Linked DNA regions of Mus musculus: all the other regions are linked to region 1. A link is a contact called in public HiChIP or PLAC-seq and promoter capture Hi-C data. All regions are on one chromosome and are shown on one strand. Each heading gives the region's core, a stretch centred on a gene start, on an enhancer-like site or on the middle of the called end of the contact. The rest is flanking DNA. Distances are from core to core; before and after follow the strand shown. Region 1 holds the start of Intu (inturned planar cell polarity protein). Region 2 holds the start of Sclt1 (sodium channel and clathrin linker 1). Region 3 holds the start of Jade1 (jade family PHD finger 1).

What was found. Promoter capture Hi-C pulls out the DNA fragments that hold promoters and counts their contacts. HiChIP or PLAC-seq counts read pairs in DNA pulled down with a chosen protein or histone mark.
Region 2: a promoter capture Hi-C map of pre-B cells shows a contact between it and region 1, with 6 times the contacts expected there. The contact joins the promoter of Sclt1 here to the promoter of Intu in region 1. A contact is called at or near these places in 6 of 39 promoter capture datasets (the 3T3-L1 cell line, 3T3-L1-derived adipocytes, liver and 1 more), 1 of 484 Hi-C or Micro-C datasets (LSK cells) and 2 of 9 other capture datasets (liver and macrophages).
Region 3: an H3K4me3 HiChIP or PLAC-seq map of stem cell-derived neural progenitor cells shows a contact between it and region 1, with 4 times the contacts expected there. The contact joins the promoter of Jade1 here to the promoter of Intu in region 1. A contact is called at or near these places in 1 of 39 promoter capture datasets (pre-B cells), 4 of 115 datasets of contacts at active chromatin or transcription factors (astrocytes, large pre-B cells, pro-B cells and 1 more) and 1 of 9 other capture datasets (liver).

Annotation. Positions count from the first base shown.
Region 1 is chr3:40,537,756-40,542,618 of GRCm38.p6, reverse strand. Intu (inturned planar cell polarity protein) reads right to left here and starts at 1,852. Exons shown (of 16, transcript NM_175515.5): 1 at 1,610-1,852. The coding sequence starts at 1,755.
Region 2 is chr3:41,739,519-41,744,381 of GRCm38.p6, reverse strand. Sclt1 (sodium channel and clathrin linker 1) reads left to right here and starts at 1,868. Exons shown (of 21, transcript NM_001081411.1): 1 at 1,868-2,387. The coding sequence starts at 2,354. It overlaps D3Ertd751e (DNA segment, Chr 3, ERATO Doi 751, expressed), which reads right to left and starts at 1,764. Exons shown (of 6, transcript NM_001099785.1): 1 at 1,693-1,764.
Region 3 is chr3:41,553,862-41,558,724 of GRCm38.p6, reverse strand. It overlaps Jade1 (jade family PHD finger 1), which reads right to left and starts at 2,991. Exons shown (of 11, transcript NM_001130184.1): 1 at 2,906-2,991.

The sequences.
Region 1 (4,863 bases), core at 603-3,102:
AACAAAACCTTCCCAAGGCAGGTCAGCAATTTTCTCTTCATGTTACACATACCAACAAAGGACAGACCAAAAAAAAAAATCTTAATTTTGGAACAACCAGCCAAACACTTTGCAGTAAGAGTGTATTATCAGGACAAGGACACTGGAATATTTGGAGTGACTGGTAAATGACTGATAAAGACATCGACTTTTCCTACAAGGTTCTCAAGAAAATCCCACTGTATGCTGGATGCCCCTTCAGGAGTTAGGTCAGTGTTTCTGTGTTCATGGTAACAGTGCAAATATTTCTAGGATAAAAGTGTGTGACTAAGATGTGGGGAAATCACGTAAACTAGGTAAGAAAGCATGCAAGGCATAAGCTTGCCCGCCCGCCTGCCAGCCAGCAGTGCCCTCCATGCTTTCTGCCTTGCAGCTTTGGCCGTGAAGGGAGTTCTCAGATTGGAGGTACTGCTATGTAGAATGGCAACCCAGGCCTGCTTCAAGGTCCTGCCTTGAAGCCCTTCACTCATAACGGACCCTGACCTGGGGTCTAAGTTGCCTTTGGTCATAATTTCTTACCACAGCAACCAACCACAAAGTTTTAAATCATTTTTTAAGATGACAACAACAGCTTACAAAGTTGATATTTTTACATCTGTGTGAAGTTTTAAGACTACAATCTCTCTGTAGTAAGCTTCTAGAGTGGATTTGAGCAGGTTTTCCCCTTACTTTTAGTGACAAAAAAGAATGTGTTACATACTGTTGATTGAAGATGATCAGTTATTCATAACTGCTAGTTCCAACTGCACATAGGATGTTCCCCTAAAAGTATGGACAGCCTTTGGGCACACAGTGACCTGAATCCTTTCACTAATAATCATTCTAAGTTATCAGTAGTTATTCCAAGAAGTCCTTAATCCATAGCAACAGGGATAGATTCCTTAAGAATTGAAATACTGTGACTCAAAATAACTTACTTATGATATTACCAAGAATTCTGACTTGAAATAAAAGAAACCCTGGGGTTGAACAGAAAAATACAGCCTGACTATCCTAAAGCCAGAGAGAATGTCTTGATAGTGAGGCTCCTCTTTATGCTATCATTTCCACAAGAGGAAAAAAACACCTCCCTAATATTAAATAGTTGCCTCACAAAGTGTGTGTACGGTGTCTCTCCCCAGCAAATACTCAGGAGTCTGAGGGTGCAGAGGGACTTCATAAGTTAGGTGTGTTTGCTGCTCTTGGAGAAGACTGGAGTTCAGTTCCAAGCACCAACATGCTTGCTCACAACCCGGGAAAACACTAGTTCCAGGGATTCAATGCCCTCTTCTGGCCTCTGTGGGCACCTGCACTTATGTGCAGATACCCACACAAAGACACACAGGTACATGTAATAAAAAAATAATAAAAATAAATGTTAAAGAATGCTCTAAGACACAGTGAGGTAAGAAGGCAGTGCTACAGAGCACAACAATGATCCTTCACAGACACAGAACCCACCAGAGGCAGGGACCCCCACCCCCACCCCCACCCCTTATCCAGAAACCGGAGCAAGCCCGCCAGCGAACTGCTCCCCGCTCCCCGTGCGTGCGAGCAAGGGCAGGGGACCCGCAGTCTCCAGGAGCCTTACGTGTCACTGCTGGCTGAGGAGTAGGAGCCCAAGCTGCTGGCCCCGGCGTCGGAGTCGCCTTCCTCCTCTTCCTCTTCCTGTGAGGACAGGTCTCCAGGGAGCTCGGGCGGGCGCCCACGCGAGTCTCCCCTCGCAAGGCCCGCCATCCTCTGGGTCGCGAGAGCTCCGGGGCAGAAGCTCAGACGCCAGAGCCCGCCAGCCGCGCCTCCAGCAGCGCCGCCATTTTGCCAGGTCGGGCCACGTGACCCCGATACTCAGTTGCGATTGGCTGAGGCGCCGGTTGCCTGGGAGACGGGGAAGCTTCCCGGTACAGACGCTGAGCATTTTTGGGGGGGGGGGGGCTGTGCAAACTTCTTTGCTGTTTGGCATTTCCCCACGCTCTTCCACGCGACGAGCCAGGCTGAGACTCGTTTTTCCCTTTTCCTTTTTTTCTTTTCATATTGACAGTTTGCACACTGTCTTGTTTTCTTTTTTCTATTATGTTTTAAAATTGTGATCCAAAAGATTCCGTTTGGCTAGTTTTGGGGCGGTTTTTGTTTGTCTTATTTTGATAAACAGTACCTTAGAGGTAAAGACCCTCTTCCATGCACCTCTAGGTGCTAATGCAAATCTCTCAATTCTTTTTTTTTTTAATTTATTTGTGATTTGTGAATAGTTACATCAACTATGTTTAGGTACATAATCGCTATCTTTGTGTCATCCATTGCTGACTCAATTACATTCTGTCTCTATTCATAGCCATTCTAAATATTTGCATACAATGAAGTAAATATTTTTCTGTAATTAAATTTAAAAACAGGGCTTAATGAATTAAGAATGAGTATACAGCTAGCAGGCAACAAAGCCAACCAAGAAATGAACTTTAAGCATTAATTACAACACGCTACATTTTCTCCTCAGGAGTCAATTCTCCAGGTCCCCTTTTCTGTGGTTTCATCTTCCAAGATCAGACAAAGTGTGAAAGTATTAGGTGATAAGTTCCAGAATGGAACGAGTTCTAGATTGTGCATCACTCTGGGTTATGTGGGGAAATCTCACAGTCTTGCTCCATCCCACTTGGTAGTAAACTTCCTTTTGTTGGGTGTATGTACATTGTCTATGTAACGCACCTGTTAGTCACTTATAGTCGCTGACTAGTTAGAAGACAAGCCACCAAAGCATCACACCACACTGACTGTATTTAAGTAGGACTATCAACAGTAGGTTACAGTGCCTAAATGATGCACATAATATCACTCTGTGTCTAGGAAAAAAATCACCAAAGAAATGCCTGTGACCTCAAAAGGTATGGAGACTTCTTCCCAGAAGCAAGCAAGCAGTGGACATCAACAGCATCAACCTAATCCAGTGAACATCAGCAGAGTCTATGAAAGCCAGTGAACCCTAATCCAGAAATTTTGAAGCTCAAACCCTACATGTTGAGGATCACTCCCCAAGACTGCTCCTCTTTACTGCCCTGCGCTTTAAGATGGCAGTCAGGAGACCCAGCTTGTTTTTACTTGTCCACTGCCTGCAAAATGAGGTTTCCATAGCTCTCTCCTTGCGCTTGACTAATCTATTTGAGCAGCTTACAGATTCAGGAAAATTCTTATAGTTACCCTTTTACTGTACATCATTACAAAGAATATAGACCAAAAGATTCACAGGGGAGGTATGGGAGAAGGGATGGTGTCTCAGTGGCTTTTGTCAGTGGTCTCTCTCCAAGTCCCTCCATGTACTCATAGATCTGGAGGCTCTCTGAACCTTTTAGAAACGGAGTCACATAGGCCAGACTGCTAACAGGCTGAGTGGGAAGACTCAATAATGCCTGTGTGTATCTATTCTTTTGCATTTCTTTCTCCTGGGGATGAGGCATGACCCCTCTGAGATGACAAGTGCCTTATAGCCTACTGTCAGACGGGGGGGGGGGGGGGGTGTCACTGTAATAAGGGGACTTTCCATAATAGTTACGTTAAATTTTGATAAAATGTGTATACCTTTTACTTCTGTTATCTCAAACAATAACATTTAGCCAAGATTTTATTTCCAAATAAAAGGGCTTTAAGGCACCTTTTTGATAAGTTAGCCATTTGTTTGTTTGCTTGCTTGTTTAATGATTTGCTTGGGACAGGGTTTCATTGTGTAGCCCTGGGTGGCCTGGAACTTTAGACCAGGATAGCTGGGTAGCTCTCTCTCTCTCTCTCTCTCTCTCTCTCTCTCTCTCTCGATTTATTTATTTATTTTATGTTTAGAATTGCTCTGTTTTCATATACACTAGAAGAGGGAATCAGATTCCATTACAGATGGTTGTGAGGCACCATGTGAGTGCTGGGAATTGAACTCAGGATCTTTGGAAGAGTAGCTCGTATCTGCTGAGCCATCTCACCACCACCACCACCACCACCCCGCCCCCAGGCTGGCTTTATATTCACAGAGATTGTCCTGCCTCTGCTTCCCAAGTGCTTGGAAGTAAAGATGTACACTGCTGTGCTTGGTTGCATTTCTTCACTTTTAAAGCAACCTATTAGATATTTAAAAAGTAAAAGATTTTAAAATATTTTATCTTATGTATATAAGTTTTTGCCTGCAGGTATATCTCTGTACTCTGTGCATTCCTGGTGTTCTTAGAGGCCAGAAGAGGGCTGCAGACCCCCTAGAATGTGAGTTCCAGACAGTTGTGAGCTTCCATGTAGGTTCTGGGACTTGATCTAATCCAGGTCCTCTAGAAGGGCAGCAAACACTCTCAACTACCATCTCTCCAGCCCTGTAAAAGACATTTTCAATAGCAAAATGTCCAGTGTTCTTCCCACAAGCAATAGTCTATAACTTATTTCTATGCACATCTATTAACTTTACACTATGCTCATCAACCCCCAATGTGGCTTCACGAGAGCATAGAGCCCATGTTCGGTTTAGCCTTTACAATGTTTGTCGGAGTTCAGCAGGGGGATGCCCTTCAGTTGGTAGAGTTCTTATGTGGCATACTGGCAGCCCTGAGTTCTGCCCTAGCATTACATAAATCAGTTATGGTGGTGCATGTCTGTAACCCCAGCCCCAGGGAGACATGGGTAGGAGGAGCAGGGCCATCCTTGACTATAGAGAGAGGTGGAGGCCAGCCTGGGATTTATGAGATCCAGCCTCATAAAACGGTTTTCCCCAAATCAAAAAGCTGAGGATCAGCTAGGATCCTATTTAATTTAACTCCTATTATACATGAATCAAATTAAACAAATGTTTGATCAAACAGAATCGCCGAGGGCTTACCAAACATAGAG
Region 2 (4,863 bases), core at 619-3,118, 1.2 Mb before region 1:
ATATTTTCTGGGCTCAAATTCTTGCTGTGATGAGCTAGCTTTCCAATTCGCTTACTTAGATTCCTATTTCATATGTTCTGAAGGTTTGCTAGACAGAAGCCTAGCATGTTTAATGTCAATACTAGATGTTTAGTGTCAATTTATTAAAATTACCAGTGAAACCTGCCATTAGTTTTCAATGCATGAAACTTCAACTGGCTTGTGCTTATTTTGACCATGATCATATAAAAACAAGCACTTCAAGTGCAAATATCAAAGTTCTATTTCACTACTCAGTTTAGACAAAACCATTGATAATTTTAATACAGAAGTCACACTTGGCTTTCTTCACCCTAATATATTCCTACCAAATGTAGGAAAATCTTTTTGAGTCAATAAAAAATGTTCCTCAGAAAGTACCCTATAGTGAACCTAAAAAAGAAATGGAGCTTGCACAATCAGTGTGTTTTTTTTTTTTTTGTTACGTTTATGGCCACTAAAAACCAGACCGGGTTGAATTTTCACTGATTCAAAGCTAAACTAACCCTTTGCATGGCTAGTGCCAACACATACATATTTAGCAGCGACTCTTTTTAGAGGAATGAGGGTAACACTGTTGATACTGTTTTATGAGTACAAGATTACTAAACGTCTTCAACGGTTAAACAAAAAGCCAAACTTCATCCAGGGCATACATGCCTTTTGTTTTGTTTTTGTGTGTGTCCACGTGGGGGAGTACGTCTATAGCTGTGTATGGACTGAGCTTGAGGCAGAGTATCAGTGGGATGTCATTCTCAAAGGCTGTTCACCTTTTTTAACCTACCTTTATTTTCACCAGATATTATCAAACAGGAAAAAAAAATCTTATTAACATGCCTGATTTTACTTTTTGCGACAATGACTTACTGACTCTGGAGTCACTTTCAAATTTGTCTAGGCTGCTGGATAGAGAGCACCCTTTTCCCTCATCCTGTCTGCTCCTCTCAAGCACTACTATTAAAGGCCATTTAATCTTTAAATTAAAGGGGATTTGCTTGGCTTTTTATGTGGGTGCTGGGGAATTCCAGGCAAGCACTTCATAACCAAGCTATCTCAGGCCCTGAGCATATTTAAAGAAACTGTATTTCAATGCATAAAAATATAATCAATTAAAAGCCTCAAAAGCCAATGATAAACTTCAAGTGAGCATTTTTTTATCGCTAATGTCTTTTGCCCCCAATATTTTGTGTATGTTTTATGTTTCAAGCTTTACAGCTCAAATACTCATAATATCACTTCGTAAAACTGTGAACGGTAGTTTATGCCCCAGTACAAATTTCATTTTATTTTTGCAGAATTTTATCTTTCCTTAAATCCGAAGAAACATCTCTGAAATACCTGCTAGATTTGCAGGCTATCCTGGATCCTGACCAGGTGCCTTCTTGAAGCCACAGGGTTAAATATTGGACAATAGTTCTCTTTTCTAGGCACAAGAACCAGTTTCAGACCTAGGAGCGACAGCTCTAAACTGGGGGGCGGGGTGAGGGGACCTTGAGTCACCTCAGCCCGAGGACTCACAGACCTCTCTGCACAGACTCCCACAGACGCTTAGTGTCTGCAAAACCAAGACTCGGGGGTGGGCAATGAAAATCCCTACCTAGTTAGTGCCTGCTCCTATCACAGTTTCCATACAAAAAAAAAAAAATTAATTAAATTAAAAATGCGCCACACTACCTCAGACAGACACTCGCTGCGCCACTGCGGAAGGCGCCAAGCAACCCACTCAGCCCCCAACGCGGCCTCAGGGACCCGCCCACCGCCTGACAGATAGCCAATCACCTGCCTGCGCCTGAGACGGCGCAATGACGCCTACCGACGCACGCGTGATGACGGACGCGGCGTCACCGTCTCCAAGGAACGGTCTGGGGCACCGCTTTCAAAGTCGCAGGGCGGGCCGAGTGGACTCCGCGGCCGCTCCTGCTTTCCCGCGGCCCTGGCGTCGCCCCTCAGCCGGCGGGGACGCTGCCGCCCAGCCAGGCGCGTCGCAGGGTCATCCTCCCGCGCGGTCTGACGGGAACTCGGCGCCCTCCGGCCGCGCGCGGCTCCGCGGCCCTTCTCGTCCGGCCGGGTCCGGCCGAGCGCGGAACGGAGTCTGAGGCGCGTCGCCTGGGTTCCGCGGAGCGGCGGGCCGGGCTGCGCCGCCGCGTGAGTGGGATGCTGATGTCTCCGCGCCAGGGCTCGGCTGCCCCTGCGACCCCTTAGCTTTTTGTTTGCCCTCACAGCGGGAGGCTGCTTTTTTGTTGTTGTTCGATTGCTTGCTTGTTTGAGAAATACCTTCTTTCCCCCCTGCGAGGAATCGATAAACGTGATGAAAACTCCAAACTAAAATATCGAAATGGCCACAGAAATCGACTTACTGAGAGACCAAAGTAAGCGCGCTCTGTTCCCTGATGGAAAATTCATCTGTAAGGTGCAGTGTCGCTATCGTTGACCTACTAATGTGTTGTGAATGCTGGTCGGGTCCCAGCGTGAAAAATGTTAAAAACTTAAAAAGAAGTGCTCTGCACAAAATGCTTGGTGATGTACATGAGGCTATGTATGTACTTAACGAAGCTGAGACGCTAGTAAATACTTGTAGAATATTCCTTGAGCGTGCACTGGAGTCGGCCAGGCACGAAATAGATTTGTAATGCAATGCGTCTGTTGTGCTCGAAGAAACTGGAGGGCTGATGGCCAGGAAGAGTTTCCAAGCCTGCAGGTTAGGACCTCCAGGCATTGCTCAGGTCGTTAGTTTAAAAGATGTTGACCTATGTTTCATTACGTGCCAGGTGCTATACATGTAGCTGATGTAAGGAGATTCTTGTTCTCCAAGCATGTAGCTGGCAGAAGGAGATACATAAATACCAAAAATACACTGAAGCAGCAGCAACTGCCGACTCGTTTGCATCAGATTCCAAGTAGTTGATGGAATTATTGAGCAAACATTGAAATAGCATCTACTAACATGGAGCTAAACAAATATTGACTATTATGCGGTTATTAAACTACTTCCAGAGGAGATGCCATTTGGACAGAATCTTGACATACCACTATGTGTTTACTGATAAGAAAGGTTTAGGTGTCCAAATTATTGGCAACATTGAGGAATTGGTAGTAATGCTTTGTTTAAAAACAAGACAGTTGCCTTGAACACTACATAGAGGTTTATAGAGGAGTACAGTTCGTTAGCTGCAGTTGTAATCATAGGTAAGAAGGATACCTATAGGACCTAAGGAAGATGTAGAGATTGAAGGCTGAGAGATTTGAAAGAGAAAGAGAGAAACTCAGGTATTTTCTTGAGCTACAGAGAAGGTTGGGGAAACATGCTGAACTCTACATTGAGACCAGAAGTAAGGACATACTCTTTAGATTTGTTTCTGTACATATATTGCCTAGCTCTCACATTTTACAAGTTTGATCTTGGTCAAAATTCTTAGCTTCTCTGTGCCTATGGTTAATACATGTTAAATGCTCTGCTCCCCCACCCCCATACACACTATTTATAGTGTTGTGGGATATATGCATACATATGTATACGTTCCATGTGTGTGTGTGTTGACATTACAATAGCATTATTTCTTAAGCAAATGAGTAGGAAAAACCTCCCTCACTCTATAAAGATGGATAGATCACAATCTGAGTGATCATCGTAAATGAGTTTTGCTTGGTGGAGAGACACCTGAATTTTAGAAGATGAGTTTTAGAAGAATAAAGCAACTGTAATTCTTAAATAAAAATTGAGTCCCAAATCTGAGCAAGCCCAAGTAAGAGAATTTATTTTAATTGAAAACTGAATTGTAAGTCAGTAAAACACAAGGGAGAATGGAAGAAGAGATTCCCACATAGAAGCATCAGAGCTCAAGGGCTTGAAAGGTCAGGAAATGGAAGCATGGAATTTTAAGGTTTGTATGAAGAGCTAAGAATGAGTGTTAGGAATCTGTGAGCTTTTTCTGTTACTAGAACTTGTATGCTAGTTAAAGATGGGGGTTGTCCCACTAGCCATACCACCTACCACTGTTGAGATAAAGATGACTCTCCATCCTTCCATTTGCCTCTCATACTCTCTACTGATTGATTGATTGATTGTTCATTTGTTTTTTTCAAGCATTGTTTCTCTGTTTAACAGTTCCGAGTGTTCTGGAACTAGATTTTTAGACTACACTGGCCTTGAACACTGCTCCTTCTGCCTCAAGAATGTTGAGATTAAAGGCGTGTGCCACCATACCCAGCCTTCTACATTGACTAAAGTGGATCTTAATTTCTTCTCACTGGATTAATTTGGTTTTTGTTTTTTTTGGTTTTTGTATGTTTATTTTGTTTTGAGAAGACCTGGCCTTAGATTCTCTCAATAGCCTAGGTTAGCTTCAAACTCATAACACATAAAGTAAATCTTTAACATTTTCAAAAGTCCATTAAGAATATGTCTTCATGTCTTCAGGGTACAGGAGGATTTCCTTTGTAGATTTGACTTTTATTAAAAGAAAATGGTATGTTAATAAACTTGAGTATTGCATGATACTGCCAATGTCTCCAACATTTACAGAAGCAACTGGTTAATGCATTTGCATATTTATGTGTGTTTGTTTATAACATAAATTTAAAAAAGAAAACAAGCGTCATGGCAAAGTGAAACGTTCTTGTAATATATACAATTTAAGTCCAGAAATGGGAATGGCGAGAACCTCAAAAAATTTATAACCACTCCCTCTTCCTCAAAGATAGTGAAATATAATCACTATCTTTAATGTTATACCTTAATTTAGTTTTTTCAATATTTAGTTTTAAAAAGTAAGATCATGACCTATTTATTCTTCTGTGCTTCATCATTTATAATACTTTGAAGTTCATTTTAATTGCTATACATAC
Region 3 (4,863 bases), core at 1,742-4,241, 1.0 Mb before region 1:
TTTAGGAATACAAAGGAAATAAGCATTCAATCATAGACATAACTTTTGTAAACACTGCCACATTTCTATGTTTTCCCTGCCATTTTCCTGAAATTGGAATGAGGCCAAACATCACATCTTATAGCCATGCTTTTCACCTACAATATTCACTTCTGGTCAGGATTTTTCTTTTCAGATGGTGTGTATTATCTTTGGGTCTTTGGCCACCTCTGTTCAGATCTTTCTCTGCTGGACACTTCCCTCCCCGGCCATCATCGCTTGTAGAAATGTCTGGCGTTTTTATCACCAAGCTCAACTATCTGCCCATTAGTTAACTACCTTTAGAACTTCCACAACCTTCATGCCTTGCCCCACTTTTCTTTTTTTAAAGATTTATTTATTTATTATATGTAAGTACTGTCTTCAGACACACCAGAAGAGGGAGTCAGATCTCATTACGGATGGTTGTGAGCCACCATGTGCTTGCTGGGATTTGAACTCTGGACCTTCGGAAGAGCAGTCGGGTGCTCTTACCCACTGAGCCATCTCACCAGCCCGCCACTTTTCTTTTTATCTGAGAACCGACTCTAGCTTTTGATCCAGCTTTATCCAGATACTAGAAAAGATGTAGTTAAAAAGACGATCTCTAACCAACTTCATGGTCAGCAGCACTGAGGACTCGGTAGAAACCCATTCCTGTTGGCCCCATCTCAGACCTGAAGATTTTGAAAGTAAAATCCAACCACCTACATGGTCAAAACCTTTCAGTAATTCTAACCCAGTGGTGGCTCAAAAATCACTTTGTGAAACCCATGTGTGGTAGCATCCACCAATTATTTTTGCCCTTGAGAGGTTGAGGCACAGGGATCTTGAGCTGGGAGGCAGCCCGGCCTACACAGAAAGAAGCGCTTGTGTAATTCCTGTCCCCTCCCCTCACATTCCAAGTGCTTTCTCAACCGGTTGGTCTACTCCCAGAAAATGGCGCGCTCCTCGGCATTCACTAACCCCAACCTTACTCGTGATAGAACCTGGGGCCATGCCTACGTTAAACAAGCAAGCATTCTACCTCTGGACTACATTCACATGTTTTTATATTTGCTTTTGAAACAGGGTCTCATTATGTCCACGTGGGTCTGTAGTTCAGGCCCGGAATTTACAATCCTGCCTCGGCCTCTCCAGAGGCTGAGATTATAGGACTAGGCCATAACAGTCAGACAAACACACTTTCTGAACCCCGGAACTTGAGGGTGAAAAATGAAGGCCTGACCAGGCGGGGATTGGGTCGGAGGCCCCTGCAAGTTACTAGGTCAGAGATGAAGGAGGTCTGGCGTGGAATCGGTCATAGTTGGGAGGCCGCAGGCAAACCAGCCTAGATAAAGGCGTGGCCAGCTGCTCCGACAAGATCAGTTCCTCCCTCCTGGTCCCTGGAAGAGACAGTGGGAGGCCCCACATGCAGAGGGATCCTGGGTCATGGCTAGGGTGCACACAGGGAAAAGCAGAGAAGAGCAGGGCCCAATCAGAGAGACCTCCAGGTAGTGGGCCCCTCCTCCCACAGACCAGGATTCCAAGGGGCCTGCTGGGGTCCATTTTAGTAGTCACCCCTAAGAGCTCTCTTAGGCCGTTACCAGAGAGCTCCACTTTCTCCTTTTCTTCCACATTATACTTCAATGGTATGAGCCTACTTCCTTAGCAAATGAGAAAAACAATACAGATTTTCTTTCTCCTGAAGAAGAACTAACTAGGAGTTAGGAGATAAAAGCTTTGAGGATAGCTAGGTCCACCACTTACTTGAATGTTTGTGAAGCGAAGGATCCCAAGTCTTGGTATGACGGCCACACAATTCACTCACTTTTTTCTGGGGTGGTGTGTGTGTGTGTGTGTGTGTGTGTGTGTGTGTGTGTGTGTGTTTAAGAGAGAGGCGGGAGGTGAAGGGGGAGGGGAAAGTGAGGGAGAGAGAGAGGGAGGAGGAAGAGGGAGGGAGGGGGGAGGGAGGGGGGAGGGGAGGGGGAGCGAGGGAGGGGGGAGGGGAGGGGGAGCGAGGGAGGGGGGAGCGAGGGAGGGGGGCAGGGGAGCTCCATCACGCACGTGCTTGCCTTCCTGAGCCATCTTGAGGGAAGACGCCCAGAACTTCCAGAATTCAAATTCTTTCCCGTGTTTGAAAGATACTGACTTCTAAGCTAAGGACAAGTGAGATGGATAAACCAGGCTCTTTACAGGCCTCCATTCTTCTGCAGAAAGGTCCCCACATGACTCCAACCTAGACCTCTAGACATCCAAGATACACAGAAAATACACAGGACGGGAGAGGAAGGGTATTGGATCAAGAGCTGGGCTTCAGGTCCTAGGTTCGAAGTTACCGCAGAGATTAACAGGTTGTGGGAAGCGGAGGAATGAAATAATTTGAAAGAATTAAGAATCCAGGGCTAGATTCAGCAGAATGAGCCGCTAAGCGTTATGGCTTTCCTGACGGAGTCTTTTGGGGTAGTTCCAAGATGGCTGAATCTGGAGTGGAAGCAGAGCTAGAGAAGCATGGGACAGGGGTGTAGCCCACTTGGTAGGGTGCTTGCCTAACAGGCCCCAAAGCCATCGCATGGCGCAGACCAGTCCCGCAGACCAGTCCCGTAAACTCACGCCTGCAATCCCAGTGCTCAGGGCCACCGAAGCTCCAATCCATCCCAACGTCAATGCTTTTTCCCTCCAGCTTGGACTACCAAAGATCTGGTCTCAAAATGGTGGGCGCCAAGGGAAAGGAAGGCAAAAAAAGGGCGGGAAGGAAAGCCCAGACCAGGGCGGACCGGCTTGAGATTTACGCTCACTGGTTCCAGGATATTATCCCCCCTACCTCAACTAATCCTGGAAGCCTCTGCCCTTCCCTCACCAGTGTCCCCCTTCTCCCCGAGACCTATCTCCAAGGTGGACCACCTACCTCAGCACTTTGAGTAGAGCCCCGAGTTTCCTCAGAGGTAGCAGGCGAGCGGACAAGGATGTCTTCTGCCTTCTAGAACCCAAAGAGCAGGTGATCTTCCGGGCAGGCTCTTTAGTCTGGTCTTGGGCATCACGTCACGGTGGGAGGAGCCGACCTTTCCACACGCCACAGCACCCACCCGCCCACCCCCAGGCTCTGACGCCCCTCCCAGCCTGCCTTTACCCCCGCCCGGCTGGCGCCTGGCCTGGCTGGCTGGCCACCGACTGCTTCCGGATACTTTTGAACACGACGACGTGGAGCAGAACGGCTCCAGAAGTTCTCCTCTCTCCATTTTGCGTACACCCACACTTTTTGAAAGACCAGTGGGTCACCCGCAGACAGATAATAAGACTGAGCTCACTTAGGGTTACTACTGCTGCGACAAAACTCCATGAACCCCCCCCCCTCCGCGCGCGCGCGCGCCCAAAAATAAAAATAAATAAAAAACAAGTTGGTGAGGACAGGATTTATTTGGTTTACAAGACCAAAATACTGTTTGTCCATCAAAGGAAGTCAGGACAAGAACTCAAACAGGGCAGGAGCAGAAGCAGAGGCCATGGAGAGAAGAAGTACTACGTAGTAGCGACTTGCTCGCTCAGCCTTCCACCCGCAAGTAGGCTGGGCCCGCCCCCATGGACCACTAACTGAGAAAATGCCTGTCTTGAAAAACCAAAAAAAAATGAAAAGAAAAGAAGGAGAAAGAGAAAGGAAAACGCCTTATAGCTGGATTTCAGGGCTACATTTCCTCAACGGATGCTCCTTCTTCTGTGATCATTCTAGCATGTGTTAGAAGTTGGCACACATTGTCCCAGCCAATACAACATTCTTCTAGGTAAAGGCTGGGACAGCCTCTTATCCTTAGATTGTTGGATCTCACCAAATTTGATACTGTTGTTCAGTCATACTCGTGCCTATCTTTTTAGATTTAATTTTGCTGTCTATGCTATGTAGTTCTTAAAAAAATAATTTTTATTATTATTTATTCTTTTTCCAGACAGAGTGCGCATGTGCCACAGCAGGCACGTGGCGGTCAGAGGACAATGTGCTGAAGTTGGTTCTTTCCTTTATCACGCGGGGCCTGACTTGGCAGAAAGTGCTTTTATCTGCTGAAGCATCTCCCTGGTTCGTTCCCCCCTTTCTTGAAATGTAGTCACCTGACTTCCACAACACGGACATTCTTCTGTTTCCTTCCCTACCTCTCCCTGCTGATTGTTTGCCCAAGCCTCACACATGACCAGTGTGGCATTTGGGAAAGAATCTAAAGAAGGAGTGAGTAATTTTAGTTGAGAAATTTTATAAGAAAAAAAGAATGTTTGGCTCACATGATTGATAATGGACACAAGAAAGATAAGGAAAGAAAACATCTGGTTGAAGATTATTAAGCTAGTCCGTCAGCCGGGCAGGTAACCCTGGCTTCCCAGAAGGAGCTGTAAATTACATCACACAAAAAAACACTCTGTCCCGGACCGGACCGAGTTTGAGCCCATTTTCTTTCTGATTCGTATAGATGTCAGTTTCCTTTAGGATTCTACCCGAAGTCATTCCCCATTATTAGTGAGATGTCCCAGGATCCTCCAAGCCAGGCGCATATGCACCCTTCAAGTTATACCTTGTTTGTTTAGTTTTCTAATCTTTAAGGTTTTGGGGGATTGTTTATTTGTTTGTTTGTTTGTTTGTTTGTTTTAAGGTTTATTTTGTAGCTCTTGTTGTTCTAGAACTCACTATGTAGACCAAGCTGGCCTTGAACTCACAGACATCGGCCTGCCCTACCTCCTGAGCACCCAGATTAAAGGCTGTGACACTGTATTCACTTTGTATTTTCAGCGGCTTCTTAAACACCACATCCAAGCTCAGCCTCCTCTAAGCAGGATTAATCTCCCTCCCACTTCATGACTCTTCCTGTCTTCTCCCACTCAGTT